5 separate regions of the Mus musculus genome follow, and all the other regions are linked to region 1. Evidence: chromatin contacts called from public HiChIP or PLAC-seq and promoter capture Hi-C data. All regions are on one chromosome and are shown on one strand. The core of a region is the stretch at or near the end of the contact, and the rest is flanking DNA. Distances in the headings are between cores, read along the strand shown. Region 1 holds the start of Ptgir (prostaglandin I receptor (IP)). Region 2 holds the start of Clasrp (CLK4-associating serine/arginine rich protein). Region 3 holds the start of Dmpk (dystrophia myotonica-protein kinase). Region 4 holds the start of Eml2 (echinoderm microtubule associated protein like 2). Region 5 holds the start of Cd3eap (CD3E antigen, epsilon polypeptide associated protein).

Evidence for each region. Promoter capture Hi-C pulls out the DNA fragments that hold promoters and counts their contacts. HiChIP or PLAC-seq counts read pairs in DNA pulled down with a chosen protein or histone mark.
Region 2: a promoter capture Hi-C map of frontonasal cranial neural crest shows a contact between it and region 1. The contact joins the promoter of Clasrp here to the promoter of Ptgir in region 1. A contact is called at or near these places in 2 of 39 promoter capture datasets (frontonasal cranial neural crest and hippocampal neurons) and 1 of 115 datasets of contacts at active chromatin or transcription factors (acute myeloid leukemia).
Region 3: an H3K4me3 HiChIP or PLAC-seq map of bone marrow-derived macrophages shows a contact between it and region 1, with 7 times the contacts expected there. The contact joins the promoter of Dmpk here to the promoter of Ptgir in region 1. A contact is called at or near these places in 5 of 39 promoter capture datasets (the C10 cell line, cranial neural crest, embryonic stem cells and 2 more), 1 of 484 Hi-C or Micro-C datasets (B cells), 5 of 115 datasets of contacts at active chromatin or transcription factors (bone marrow-derived dendritic cells, bone marrow-derived macrophages, embryonic forebrain and 1 more) and 1 of 9 other capture datasets (adipose tissue).
Region 4: a promoter capture Hi-C map of embryonic stem cells shows a contact between it and region 1, with 7 times the contacts expected there. The contact joins the promoter of Eml2 here to the promoter of Ptgir in region 1. A contact is called at or near these places in 1 of 39 promoter capture datasets (embryonic stem cells) and 1 of 115 datasets of contacts at active chromatin or transcription factors (embryonic forebrain).
Region 5: an H3K27ac HiChIP or PLAC-seq map of bone marrow-derived dendritic cells shows a contact between it and region 1, with 7 times the contacts expected there. The contact joins the promoter of Cd3eap here to the promoter of Ptgir in region 1. A contact is called at or near these places in 3 of 39 promoter capture datasets (frontonasal cranial neural crest, hippocampal neurons and pre-B cells) and 3 of 115 datasets of contacts at active chromatin or transcription factors (bone marrow-derived dendritic cells, embryonic forebrain and embryonic stem cells).

The regions. Positions count from the first base shown.
Region 1 is chr7:16,905,185-16,907,884 of GRCm38.p6, reverse strand. It overlaps Ptgir (prostaglandin I receptor (IP)), which reads right to left and starts at 1,395. Exons shown (of 2, transcript NM_008967.3): 1 at 249-1,395. The coding sequence starts at 1,100.
Region 2 is chr7:19,603,075-19,605,774 of GRCm38.p6, reverse strand. Clasrp (CLK4-associating serine/arginine rich protein) reads left to right here and starts at 1,289. Exons shown (of 21, transcript NM_016680.5): 1 at 1,289-1,363; 2 at 2,470-2,585. The coding sequence starts at 2,487.
Region 3 is chr7:19,082,527-19,085,226 of GRCm38.p6, reverse strand. It overlaps Dmpk (dystrophia myotonica-protein kinase), which reads right to left and starts at 1,369. Exons shown (of 15, transcript NM_001379257.1): 1 at 1,073-1,369. The coding sequence starts at 1,232. Dmwd (dystrophia myotonica-containing WD repeat motif) reads right to left here. Exons shown (of 5, transcript NM_010058.2): 5 at 2,452-2,700.
Region 4 is chr7:19,175,023-19,177,722 of GRCm38.p6, reverse strand. It overlaps Eml2 (echinoderm microtubule associated protein like 2), which reads right to left and starts at 1,302. Exons shown (of 22, transcript NM_001347582.1): 1 at 962-1,302. The coding sequence starts at 1,109.
Region 5 is chr7:19,358,067-19,360,766 of GRCm38.p6, reverse strand. It overlaps Cd3eap (CD3E antigen, epsilon polypeptide associated protein), which reads left to right and starts at 1,284. Exons shown (of 3, transcript NM_145822.2): 1 at 1,284-1,379; 2 at 1,536-1,677. The coding sequence starts at 1,358. It also overlaps a transcript of Ppp1r13l not described here.

The sequences.
Region 1 (2,700 bases), core at 146-2,645:
TGTGTTGGATAGGGGAGCCGGCTGAGAGGTGTTGACAGGACAGCTAAGGGCTAGAGATTGTCTAGTGGAGGAAAAGAAAGCAGAGAGACTTCTTGGAGTACTCAGGAGTACATGGAACACAAAGTCACCATCTGACCCTTTCTGAGCCTCGGTTTTCACATCTGTCAAATAGACACGACAAGTGGAGAGCACAGATGGATGCTGCCCTCCACTCCTCCCCCTGCACCCCAGCTCCGAGGGACACTCACCATGAGAGGCAGGGAGCACACGGCCATGATGACGGTCATGAGGGCCAGCAGAATCAGGTGGTAAACTTCATCCTCTCGTGCCCGAGAGGTCGGTACAAACGAGCCATGGTGGCGTCTCTGTTGGCGGTACATGTGATAGAGGCTGAGAGTGACGGAGCCGTTGCAGAAGAAGATGGAGGTCACCAACAGGGCCATGAGACTGGCGTAGGCCAGGGAGAAGGCACAGCCGCCAGGCTGGGCGGAACGCATGCGGATGAAGCACCAGCTCCCTGGGCAATACTGCTGATGCTCGCCCAGGCCCAGCAGGGGCAGTGAGCAGAAGAGGCAGCAGAAAGCGTAGATGGAAGGCAAGGCAAAGCGGGCGCAGCGCGGCCCGTCCAGCTGGGCGTACAGGTAGGGGTGACTGAGTGCCAGGCACCGCTCCACAGCCATGGCAAAGAGGATGAGCGTGGAGGCCAGGCCGAAGAACGTCATGGCGAAGGCGAAAGTGTCACACAGCATCGTCCCACCGTGGGCCAGGCCCAGCAGAGAGCTGTTTCGAGCATAGGCCACAAACACTGCAGGGCTCAAGAAGCACGTGCCCAGCAGATCCGTCACCGCCAGCCCAGTGACCAACACCGCAAAGGCCGATGGGTGTGACCTCCGTCGGGCACCCAGGATGCCCAATGCCAGCCCGTTGCCCACTACACCAGCCACGAACATCAGCGTGCTGGTGGCAGGTCCTACCGAGTCTTGAACGTAGGTGATATTCCAGCAGGAGCCTGCCATGCCCTGCCACTCTCTGCCACCTGCACTGAGAGGGCTCCCAGGAGTGACAGAAGGGGGTCCAGGATGTCCATCGCTGGCCATCATCTTCATAGGATCTGGGATCTGCCAGTCAATTCCCAGTTGCCCGTGTGTTTCTGTCTTTTGTTTCTGTCTTCTCCTGTGTCTGTCCCTCTCCTGTTTCTTTCCTTCTCTGTCAGGTCCTTGTCCCTTTGTGCCTCAGTGTTCCCTGTCCCCTACCCCCTGTTCTTTCCTCTACACTTCTCTGTCACCTCCTTGACATTTCTGCTTTCTAGACCCTCCAGCACCTCTGCCTTCTGAAGTCCCTCAGTCTCTCCTGTCTGTGTGCGAGTCTGTGTAGATCTCTGTCAGCTTCTCCCTCCTAGGGCCCGCCCTCCCCCTCCCTCCTCATCTTGCCTCCTCGCCCCAGCTTTTTTCATTTCCTCTCTGCCCCGCCCTCCTCCCCCTGTGCTGGTCTCCAGAGGCCCCCTCGGGCTCCCTGCCTGCTTTCCCTGGCTTGTACCCCATCTCCTGCTCTGAGTATCCGTCTCTTGCCTCTGCCTCTCCTCCTGCCTCTTCCTCATACAGTCCACAGCACAGTCACCTGCTGCCACCTCCACCCCCACTCAACCTTTTCTGTTTTTCATACGTGCCCCCTCCCCAGCATCTCATCTCTATGTCTGTCTGTCTGTCTCTACCTCTGTGTCTGTCTGCCCCACCCCTCTCCAAATGCATTCATATCTAAGTCCCTCTTCGTGTTACCTAGTATCAGAACCTCACCACCACCACCACCACCACCACCAACCCAAGGAAGCCAGACAGGTCCTAGTGCTGAGTGGTTCTCCAGCTTAGCCATGGCCTGAACTGTGTGTGAACAGCCTCTGAGAGCTATTCTGGGCTTCAGGCCCTGGGGTTAGGCCCTGGCCCTGGGATTGAGAAATGACCAGGAAATTCCCCCATGATGTAGTGTTTTCCAGACACCATGGAGAGTCCTGGTCCCTGGACACAATTCACTCCTTCCAGGAGTTGAAGAAGGAGGCCGCCTGACCAGACCTCATCCATGGGCTCCTAGCTCAGGACGCACAGTCCATGCATGGTCTGCAGTTCACAGGGCTTTGGTGACCCACCATTAAAGGTTGACCTTTACTTCGCACCATAGCACTTCCAGGCCCCAGTCACCGCTCACGACACTGACTTCCGATACTAACACTTTGGCGATGGATAGCCATCTCAGGCTCCAGCTCTGCTCCCACACACAAGGCTCCACCCATCCTCCCTCAGCAACACCCTCCCCCGACCATGCCGCCTCCCTCAGATCAGTGTCAGCCCAGCTGTCAGTACAGAGGTGATGGGACCTTCACTGACTCCACAGTTCCTGCTGGAGGGTCAGAGGGGACCTTAGAGACCCCAGTCACCTTGTGTGGCTTCCTTTCCTTTCTTTTCTTTTCCTTTCTTTTCTTTTCTTTTCTTTTTTTAAAAAATCTGTTCTTGCTGCTGCTGCTGCTGCTCTGCTGTTTTTTTAAACAGATTTCACGTGGCCAAGGCTGGCCTCAAACTTTCTATGTAACCAAAAAATGACCTTAACCTTAAAAAAGCAAAAAGATTGTGTGTGTGTGTGTGTGTGTGTGTGTGTGTGTGTGTGTGCTTGTGCGTGTGTGTATGGGTGCACCCATTTCATGGTGTAGAG
Region 2 (2,700 bases), core at 40-2,539, 2.7 Mb before region 1:
CGCCGAGCCATTTCTCCAGCCCCTGGAAGCTCAATTTCTAATCTGGATCTTGAGATGGGAAGACACACTTTTAATCCAGCTCTAATCTGGGCCACGATTTCTGCTGGATTGTATATAGGGATGTGGAAGAAGGAAGCTTTAGGTATTTGCCTGCTTGCCATCGTCTTGCTAGCAAGTCCATTCCTTCACTGGCGTTAGAGCCTTCTCTGTGGTTCTAGTGTATACTGAAGACCAGCTGAGGCATCCAGCCTTGTAGCCCGAGCATCTACTGATCTACTGAGTTCTTGGCCTTTCTGTTCCTAGCCTGCTATTGTTGAATTAACTGAACACAACCTACAGATAATTTTTATTAATCCCACATATATGTCTGTGTGTATACATATATATTTATATATACATATACACGTACATATATGTATACATATATATGTACATATAGGATTAAATAAAATTATATAATATATATGTGTGTGTATACATCTCAGAGAAACATACACCTTCAGGCATACACATAATATTTTTTTTCCGAGACAGGGTTTCTCTGTGTAGCCCTGGCTGTCCTGGAACTCACTTTGTAGACCAGGCTGGCCTCGAACTCAGAAATCTACCTGCCTCTGCCTCCCAAGTGCTGGGATTAAAAGGCGTGTGCCACCACTGTCCGGCAATATAAATCTTTTAAAAAGACTTTTCTATTTTTGTATTTTATGCATATGGGTGTTTTCTCGGCATGTATGCACATCAGAATAGGGCACTGGATCCCATAGGACTACAGTTAAGAGACTGGTTGTTGGGCTGGTGAGATGGCTCAGTGGGTAAGAGCACCCGACTGCTCTTCCGAAGGTCCAGAGTTCAAATCCCAGCAACCACATGGTGGCTCACAACCATCTGTAATGAGATCTGACTCCCTCTTCTGGAATGTCTGAAGACAGCTACAGTGTACTTACATATAATAAATAAATAAATCTTTAAAAAAAAAAAAAAAAAAAAAGAGACTGGTTGTGAGCCCTATGTGAGTGCGGGCAATTAAACTCAGGACCTTGGCGAGAGCTTCCAGTTCTCAATCGATTGTCACCACTCCAGCCCCTAAAAGAAATAAATCTTTAAAAACAACAACAAAACGTGTCTGGAATTCTGGGTTCCTCTACTTAAGCTCTCACTTTTAGGACAGGTCCCAGATGGTGCCACCCTGCAGGCCCCGCCCATAATCGCGAGAGCCACGCCCACATCCCAGAGCCCTTCCTCTCGACCGCGGAAGTGCCTTTTGTGCAGCGCCGCCTCTCTCCTTCGCTCAACCTCTCACTTCCGCTTCCGGTGTGGGTCGTGAGCGCGCGCGAGCGCAGCAGTGGGAGGCGGCGACTGGCCGGTGAGTGCAGGCATCCGACCCCGACCTCCCGGCTTCCGAGCGGTGGCAGTCGACCTCATCCTTGTCCGAGGCGCTCCGGAGATCACCGTGGGTGTCCGCCGGGCCCCGACGGCGGCCCCGCCTGCTTCCGCCCTGACAGGCCTCAGGCTGCGCCCCTCGCCCCTCCTCAGGCCCGAATCCGGGCTTTGGGGTTCGGCACGGACCCTGGTCCCCAGACGCAGCTCCGTCCCTGTCTTTCACCCATCGCTCCGGCCCAGGGCCGCACTCTCTCTTTTTAGCCTGCCTGGCCGGCTTCACGTCCCTCCTTTAGAGCTCAGCCGCCTGACCATCTTCATCCTCTGTCCACGCCCTTCACCTGGCCTCACCCCCCTCCCCAAGCGTGTCTGGGCTGTGCTGTTGCCTCTCTCCACTAACCTACCTTACAACACTGCTGCACCCCCCTCCCGTACCATGCATGGTTCCTGCAGAGGGATCTTAGGGGTTCTTGTGAGCCCAGCCCTGGCAGCTACGGATCGGTTTCAGACATTCCTTTTATTTCAAAAATTCCATTTTTATTTTTCCAGACAGCATCTCACTATGTAGCCTTGGCTAGCCTGGAACTTAGTACATAAACCAGGCTGGCTCCATACTCAGACATCTGCCTGTCCTGCCTTCCCACTGCTGAGATTCAAGGCATGCACCATCACTCCCAGCCATTTTTTTTTTAATTAAAGTAGGATCTCCATATTTAGGTTACACTGGACAGTGTAACCAAGGCTGGCCTTGAACTCAAGACAGTTCTGCATCAGCCTTCCAAAGGCTATCTACTCTATAGTCTTTCATATGGACTTTAGCGAGCAGAATCTAGGAGGATTTTTTTTCCCAGGAGAAGATCTTACCTAGGTCACAGAGAGCTTTCTCATAGTTCTGGAGCTACTGCCACAGGACTGTTAGGAGTCCTTTTGTGCACTCAGCGTCCTGGTCTGCAGCAGGGTCTCTCTCTCCCCTGAAGCCATGGGACTTGGAATTTAGTCCATCAGGATCAACCCCAACATGTCAGAGGACTGTAACTCTACCCACGTGGTCTTTATAGTCCCTTTGACATGTCTGGTGCCCTCCTCCCTCAGGCAGAAGCCTCAGCACCATGTGGCACGAGGCTCGGAAGCATGAGCGGAAACTTCGAGGCATGATGGTGGACTACAAGAAGAGGGCGGAGCGGCGTCGGGAGTACTATGAGAAGATTGTGAGTGAGCAGACTTGAGTGTGGGGCGGGCGGGCTCCAGAGGGAAGGGCCCTGGGCTTGGAGGTGTGTCAAGGCAAGAGCTCTTTTTCCTCACAATCCTAGTCGTCTTCCCCCA
Region 3 (2,700 bases), core at 120-2,619, 2.2 Mb before region 1:
CCCACAGGATGCTGCTCAGGCCACAAAAGGACTGCTCCTTCCCAGAGGGTCAGACCCCCTGCCCCCACCCCAGTTCTCAGTTTACCCTGCCAGCCCAAACCCCATCCTTCAAAAGAAAGGTTGAGGGAGACACTAAAGACTGGAGAGGAGAAAAAGTCTTTCACAGGCTTAGCAGTCTAACCGATGGCCTCAACCTTTCCATCTGTGAAACGGGGGAGGAGGGGAGAATGCACTAGGGTCACACACATGGGCAGACAGCCAAGAATCAAGACCTGGACCCTTAATAATAGGCACAGAGCAACAAAACAGGTCGTTACTTGTAAGGAAGCTGGGGTAAGCTGGAGCTTTGGCTCAATGTTGGGCAGGAGCAGATAAGGCTCCAAGCTTGTCCACTAGGCCTGAGAAGACCTCTGGGGAAGGGCATTTAAGTCAGCAGAGGAATTAGAGGTCTTGAGCTAGAACCACAAAAGCAGATGAGAAGCCAGGAGGGATGACCAATCTGGCCCACAAAGGCTGGGCGGGATCAGAGTGCTAGGGATGGGCACACTCAGAAGCTGAAGTTGTTCCTTCCTCTTAATTTGGGGAACAGAAAGGGTGCTCGGTGGCGCCTGTCTGCCGGGCTGGTTCTCCCCCAGGGCCTCTGTGAGTCACAGTGCCCTCATAGCTCCTGGACACCTGTCAGGGCAGCTGGGGAGGCAGACGCCAAACACCTGCCTATGGGCCACACCCTGGCAGCTGCCCCACGCTGTCCCTCCCCACACTCTGGGAAACTGGGGAGGGCTATGAAGCCAGTTTGAGGAGCCAAGGGTCCTAAAAGAGAAAGCTGCCAGGTCCTAGTGTGGGTGCTGAGATAGCAGGAGGCTATGCCCACCCCAGCCTGCACTGGCTGAGTCATAGGTGGCCTCACTGACCCTGGTGCCTCACCAGGGGAGCTTGGGGTCAGGTCATGAGCTCTGCTTGGCTCCCTTACAAAAAGCCCTTTCCAGGCCCTCCTGCCCCTCCATAGCCCATTCTTGCCCTGTAGACCCACCTCTGCCTTGCACCCAACCCCAGGCTTCCTATCCATACTCACCCCACTGCAAGAAGTCGGCCACATACTTGTCCTGGGCTAGGTGAGAGGCACCCAGCTCCTGGTGGACGCCCAGGAGAAGGTCGAGCAGGGGCTCCAGTCCCAGGAAGCCTGGGTCCAGCACCAGCTGCTGGAGCTGCCTCAGCCGCACTTCGGCTGACATGTTGGGCAGGCAACACCATGGCCCCTCCCCGGGCCGGAGCTCGGGGTCTTCCCGTCACAGGGCCTGGCTGCCCCTGTCCAGGCCCCAGAACCCTAGCTGCATGTCTGCCCGTCCCTGACTATCCCTTGGGTCTCTCTGGCCAGTTCTATGCTTAAGGCCTCCTCCTCTTTTCTCCACCCCTTGGCCCAGCCCCCCTCCCGCCTCCCAGTTTTTAACCCCTCCTGAGCCAACACCCCAACTCCCTTCTTCCAGGGCCCCTCAAAACTCTTCAGAGCCCAATGTCAGGGGACAGAGTAATACTCCAGGGTTGCCCCCCCCCATTGACTCTACCCACCCATAAAGAGAGCACAGGGAGTTACAGGTGGGAGGTGTCAGTGCCCAGGAGAGCCAGTCTATAGACTCAGAGCTGGGAGGGGTTGGGGGAAAGGGCTGATGCCTGGGCAACAGGGGGTGAGGGGGTAGTGGGGGGGGCAAAGGCCAGGGGCAGCTTCTTCGTGACTCAGCAATGGATTCCGACTTTGGGACAGTTAAATTTAGCCCCTGTGCCTGCTGTATTACCCGCCCCCCCATTTTTTGGCAGGAGGTAGAAGGAAGATCAGGAGAGAGTTTGCTCAGCCGCCAGGGCCAGGGGTGACCTGCTGGCCCCAGCCTGGGGGAGGCAAGTGGTGGATCCAGGCCCTCCTTAAGCAAAAGAGAACCCCAAAATAGCTCCTTGGCCACAGGCCGGGGCAGCCACATTCCTGCCTGGGCTAGGATTAGAGACAGAAACATTTTAGGGGTTGAGGGCGGAGCTGCCTGGACAGCAAGCCAGGCGACAAGTTAGCTTCTTTCTAGGGTGGCCAGTTCTCTGGGGAGGAAATCATGACCTCCAGCTGGCACTAGATGGCCAGTCATAAATGGGCCAGGGGCAGCAGACTGCAAAGGCATGTTCAGAGGAGGCAGGGAGTGCAGTCAATTCCAGCATCCTCCTCTCCCCAAGGAGAGCATGCTTGGATAGTCCTGGTGTTTAAAACAAGTTTCAAACATCTCCAAGGACCTAGTAGGAAGGCCATCTCAGCCTCTTGACTTTGGGGGTCGAGACTCATCTTTCAGAGGGCTCTCTGCTCGGGGCTAGGGATGGGGAAACAGCTAAGATTGGGCTTCCTTTGGTCAGAGCACAGCTTGGAGGCCAAGTACTGCAACCCCCACCCTACCCTGCCCCAGGGAACAGAAACACTGTGCAAACAAGGACTTTAGTATAAATAAGAGGTCCAGGGGAACAAGGAGGGCCCTCAGGGCTTCCATAATTTAACACTTTCAAAATCACAGACCATAGCAAGGGGTGGAGTTTGGGCAGGAGTGGGGATGGCCCCTGCCCTGCCCTCTCACCCAGGGGTACTGTGGGCTAAGTCTCTCCCAGGAGTGAACAGTCACATGCTGGGACAGGGATATGGTTAACACTGATGTTTCAGAGAACAGGTCATTGTAC
Region 4 (2,700 bases), core at 53-2,552, 2.3 Mb before region 1:
TCAAGGACTGTCATCCAGAAGATCCCAGCCACTTGATTCGGACACAGCTTTTCTTTCAGGACCAGAACCCATACTTGGCCTAGCCTGAGACACCCTGTGGTCCTTAACCTTTAGAAGGTAGATGGGGGATTAAATAACATTCTAGTTCCTTTGCCAACTCTAGGGGTCCCTAGCAAAGTGTTTGTGTGCCCAAGGGAGTGACCTCCAAACTCTGAGATGATCCTTTGGCAAGGCCCCCTGATTGACATGGGGGCACATTGACCCTGAACGGTCGTCAGCTTTCATCTGAGGCCTTGCTTGGCCTGATGGTCCCACCCCATGACTCAAGCTCTTGGCTTCCTCCTGGACGTTTTCCTGGCCTAGAGACCAGTGTCCACTCTCCGCGTCTCTTTACCTCTCCACTCCTCCAGCCCAGCTCCCCTCGTACTAAAATGGCCCTACTGGCGCCATACACATTTGTCTAGGGGAGAAGAGGATTCTACCTGGGGTGGGGAGAGGGGGCAGAGGCAAAGCTGAAGACAGTGCAGTGTACAGAAAGTCTTCTGCTGTTTTACTATTCCCAAGCCCAGCCCTCAATTCAGCATTTCCCCCTGCTATGCCCAAAGACAGGGAAGGGTCCCGGGGAAGGGGCTGAGGAGGTAGGGGGCAGAAAGAGTTCCACATCGAGCTGACTCCCTACCCCAACCCCAGGTCTGCCCTCTCCCTCACAGGCTCCTCTACGATCTTTACCCTTCCCTCTGTCTGGACACCTTCGGAGCAGGTGTTTGTTGGGATAGGGGGAGCAGGATCGTGACTTTGGGGATAAAGGACCTTGTTTTGGGGTCAGAATCCTGTTGATGAGGAGAAAGGGAGAATCTCTCACAAGGGAGGAGATAAGGACTTGGAAGAAAAGGGTTGGGGCAGGAGGAGGTAGGTCCACCCTGGGCGGGGCCAGGGTCTGAACTAGGAAGGGGGCTCTCACCGTTGCAGTATTGCAGCAGAGAGGACGTGTCGTAGAGGCCGCAGAAGGCCGGGCCGCGCTCCGCCATTGCCCCACCACAGCCACCGCCGGCCCCCGCAGCCCCAGCTCGGGCCCGGTCCCCCCCCCAGGCCCTGCCTCCCGTTGCCATAGCAACGCCCTTCGTTCCAGCATCCCCAGCACGGCCCACCCAGCATCAGGCGGCCGGCTCTGAGCCTGGCACAGGGGTCATCCCCTAGGATGCCCTGTAAGGGTGTCGAGAGACTGCTCTGTCCGTTCCCCCAACCCCCGCAACAGTCTTCAGGTCAGGATTGGCTGCGTCGGGGTCCCCCTAGGTACTGTCTGGTCCCTCCCACAAACCTGAGTGTATTCTCTCTACACCCTCCTCTCCCGTTAGGAACCAATGAGAGTCTGTCGCGCAGGCTCCTCCGCCAATAAGGATGCGGACGGGTTTGAAGGGGCAGGGTCCTTCCTGCTTTTCATCCTGAAGCGTCGCCCCTCAGCTCTGGAAGGAGGATGGGGTGAAAGAAGACACTCCTATTCCCGAAAGCCTCCTCTAAATCTTTTATCTGATTTCCCATAAGTCCCCTCGCACGACCAGAACTTGACATTGAAACCTTAAATATGACAGGTTATTCTATAACCTGCGCCTGTATCCTAGCCGGATCCCCGCTCCTTGTTTATTAGAGCTAGACACGCCCCCAGGGCTCTTAGCTCCACCCCCTAAATCTAGAAACAACAAAAGTTCTAATCCCGCCCCTAGAGCAAATAGCCACACCCCCTTGAACATCTCAGGACTGGAACCTTGGACCAGACGCTCTAGTAGAGTTAGCCCCGCCCTCAGAATTTAGAGCCCGCCCTCAAGTCATTAGCCCCGCCCTAACCTTCCAATCCACTTCATCCACAGAAGCTATTAGCTCCTACAATCCTCCTCTCTCAGGAAGGCGTTATCCAGTCCGTATTTTGACAGAGACCCAGTTGTGAAACCCGGGACCAGCTGGCGGTGTCAGTCAGAGCAGGCTCGGAAACTGGGGAACTAGGAGGGAAGGAGGGGGTACAGAAACTGACAATGGATTTAAAGATGGGGCCGCCTTTCCCAAGTCATGACCCAGACCACGGGGTTCATTTTGCTTTGTTTTGTTGTCTTGTATTTTTGAGTGAAGACATTACTCTATAGTCCAGCCCAGCCCACACCCTACCCTGCGCCCGCTCTGCCATACCTGGGTTTTTTGTTGTTGTTTGAATCAGGGTCTTATATAGCCTAGGCCAGTTTTGAACTCCTTACCTTCATGCTCTGTCTCCATTTCCCAAAATCTGGAGTTACAGGCCAGTGACTCCATCCCTACCTATGTTAGTTTTTTTTTCTTCTTCTTCTTCTTCTTCTTCTTCTTCTTCTTCTTCTTCTTCTTCTTCTTCTTCTTCTTCTTCTTCTTCTTCTTCTTCTTCTTCTTCTTCTTCTCTTTTTCTCTTCTCTTCTCTTCTCTTCTCTTCTCTTCTCTTCTCTCTTTCTCTCTTCTTTTCTTTCTTCCTTCCTTTCTTTCTTTTTAAAGATTGGGTCTCACTATGTAACCTTGGCTGTCCTGGAACTTGATATATAGTCCAGACTAGTCTCCAACTCAGTAGAGCCTCCTGCCTCTGCCTCAGGACTGCTGGAGTTAAGTGTCACCACAGCCAGACCTCTGGCTCTGGGTTTTTGTTTGTTTGTTTTGTTTTGTTTTTTGATGTATTCCTCTCTGTTGTCC
Region 5 (2,700 bases), core at 35-2,534, 2.5 Mb before region 1:
TCCTAGTACTTAAGAAGCAGAGACAGGCGCACCTCTGAAAGTTCAAGGCCATCCTGATCTACACAGCGAATTCCGAGCCAGCCTGGACTACATAAAGAGACCCTGTCTCAAAAAAACAAAACAAAACATCACAGCATTGGCGATTTACTGGCGTGCCTAGCAACAAGCTGAACTACAATCCCCAGCAGACTCCTGACCGACGTCCATCGCCAGCCACCTTCGAGTTATCTGGGAATTGGAGTTTTGAAGCCCACAAAGGGCGAGCCCCAGAGTTTCTCGCCCACGCGCGAGGGTGGACACATAGTCTGGAGATTCCTGGCGGAGGGAACACTCCTTCGTAGCCTTGGTGACCTCTGTTCTCAAAAGCCTCAGAAGAAGGGGGGAGCATCCCAATGCTGGAGGAGTCTCCAAAATCTCCGCAGAAGGGGCGGGCAGCGACGCTGACACACCGGCCAGGAATGCAGTCGAGTCTCCCTGTCTCGCCACCGTCCCGCGGCTCCACCCGCCACCCCATGCGCTGCAGTCCTGCTGGGAGGGGGCGTGGGCACGTCCCCCAAATCCCACGTGCACGCGCCGCTGTTTACTTGGGCCGCGGAGCAGACAGGGACCGACCAGCTGCACCTCTACCTGCCTCGGAACCGTGAGGAATACTTCCCATTCCGGACACTAAGTCCACGAGGACATCTACAAGTCTTCCCTGACACTAACCCTCACCCCGTTTCAAGCCAGGCTCTGGGGCTCTGGGGTCCGAGGCTCCTCCCATGACTCTGCAGACTCCTCCCCCTCAGTTTCCCGCTTCCCCTAGACTTCAGAAGCTCCGCCTCTGATTGCTATTAAAATGCTCCGTTCGTACACTTTTCTCTATTTTCCGACCTGGTTCAGTTAAATCTTCCACGTTCGCTGCACCAGGGACTTCCGAAGATACACTCTAGCTTTAAAAGTACAATCGTGACAACCAGAATTCTTACCTAGCTTTTGCAAGAATGCTGCAAATAGATCTTCTGTCTCTTTAAAAGCCGTGGCCTAGGCGAGTCACTGCCCCTTTAAGACGGTGTTGGAAGAAACCACGTGAGCAAAGTTGTCGGGGGAACAGGCACCCTAGATCCGAGCTAGCTTGCGTTTCTGACGAACAGGGAACTGATTTCCCCCTGCAGGGCATCGTCGAGAAATTATTTAATCCTATGCTGTGTGAAATTTAAGAGTGGAGGTTATCCGGGTTCTGCAAATAGTGACAGCGCCGAGCCACGGCCCAGCTCTCCTACAGGACTTGGATGCTTCCGGGTGCGGCTCCACCCCTTGGATCCACGTGGTGGGCAGCGTTCCGCGCAGGTCCTGCGTGGGCCCCTCCGGAGCTGGAATGGCGGGTACCCAGGCCTGCAGTGAGTGGAGCTTGAACTGGTGGAGACGAAGGGCATCCGGGAGGGTCTGGGTGCAGAAGGGGTTGGGGAGGGCTGCCGGGCGGGTGAGGGACCAACGGGTACTTTGAGAGGTTGGCCATGTCAAAAGGACCCCCCCCCCCGACTGTCTCCTCTCAGGTGCCACTCGGTTCTCCTGCCCTCCCCACTTCACGGAGATGTCGCCAGACTCGGAACCCTCCCGTTTCTCCTTGGAGGCGCTTACAGGTCCAGATACAGAACTGTGGCTTATCCAAGCCCCTGCAGACTTCGCCCCACAATGGTGAGTGTCGCTTCCAGGCCACCTACGGGGAGGATTCCCCCCCACCCCCCCACCCCAGAGGCTGAACTCACTGTAGAACGTGAACCAGAACTTTAGAAGGCTTTTTTTGAAAATTCGAGACAGAGTTTCTCTGTGTAGCTCCGGCTGTCCTAGAGCCTGTTATGTAGAGCAAGCTGACCTCGAACTCAGAGAGATTCTGCCTCCGGAATGCTGGGGTTAAAAAGGCGAGTTGCCACCACCGGACTAGATGGCATTTCTGAGCAACCCGGAAATGCTGCTTTGGGTTGTTTTGAAACAGTCTTATTCGGTAGCCCGGGCTGGTTTCAAAGAACCAGCCTTCCCCAGCCCGTTTCCTGAGTGCTGGGATTGAAAGTGGGTGTACAGGTTCTGCTGTTTTAGAGTCTTTATTCATTAATGTATATAAGCAGTCTGTGTGCTTCTATGCTTTCGTAATCGAAGGGTGCATCAGACAGAAGATGGTGTCAGATCCCACTGTAGATGGTTGTGAGCCACTCTGGTTGCTGGGAACTCAGCACCTCAGGATGAGCAGCCAGTGCTCCCAACCACTGAACCGACTCTCCATCCGTTTGGAGAACATTATATCCCATGTAGTATTTAAACTTCTGATCCTCCTGCCTCTACCCCCCAAATACAGCCACTATGCCCAGTTTTATGCAGTGCCGATGAACAAATCCAGAGGCTGTTCATGCTAGACAACACACTCCATGCCCGACCGAGACTCATCCCCTGCCTGCCTTACACATCACTTAACCAGTAATCGTGGGGATTGGCTATAATGTCAGCACTTGGGAGGCTGAGGCAGGAAAACAGTAGACTTCAAGGCCAGCATGAGCGAGGGAGTACTAAGCTGGCCTCACTCACACACACAGAGCGTGTATCCCAGTACCTGGAAGGCGGCCCTGGGCTGGTCAGGCCTAGGCAGCCCGCAAACCCCCAGGTGCTTGTTTGGTTGCAAACAGGAAACAGAACTCAGGGTCTTACACCTGGGTTCTAGCTCTGAGC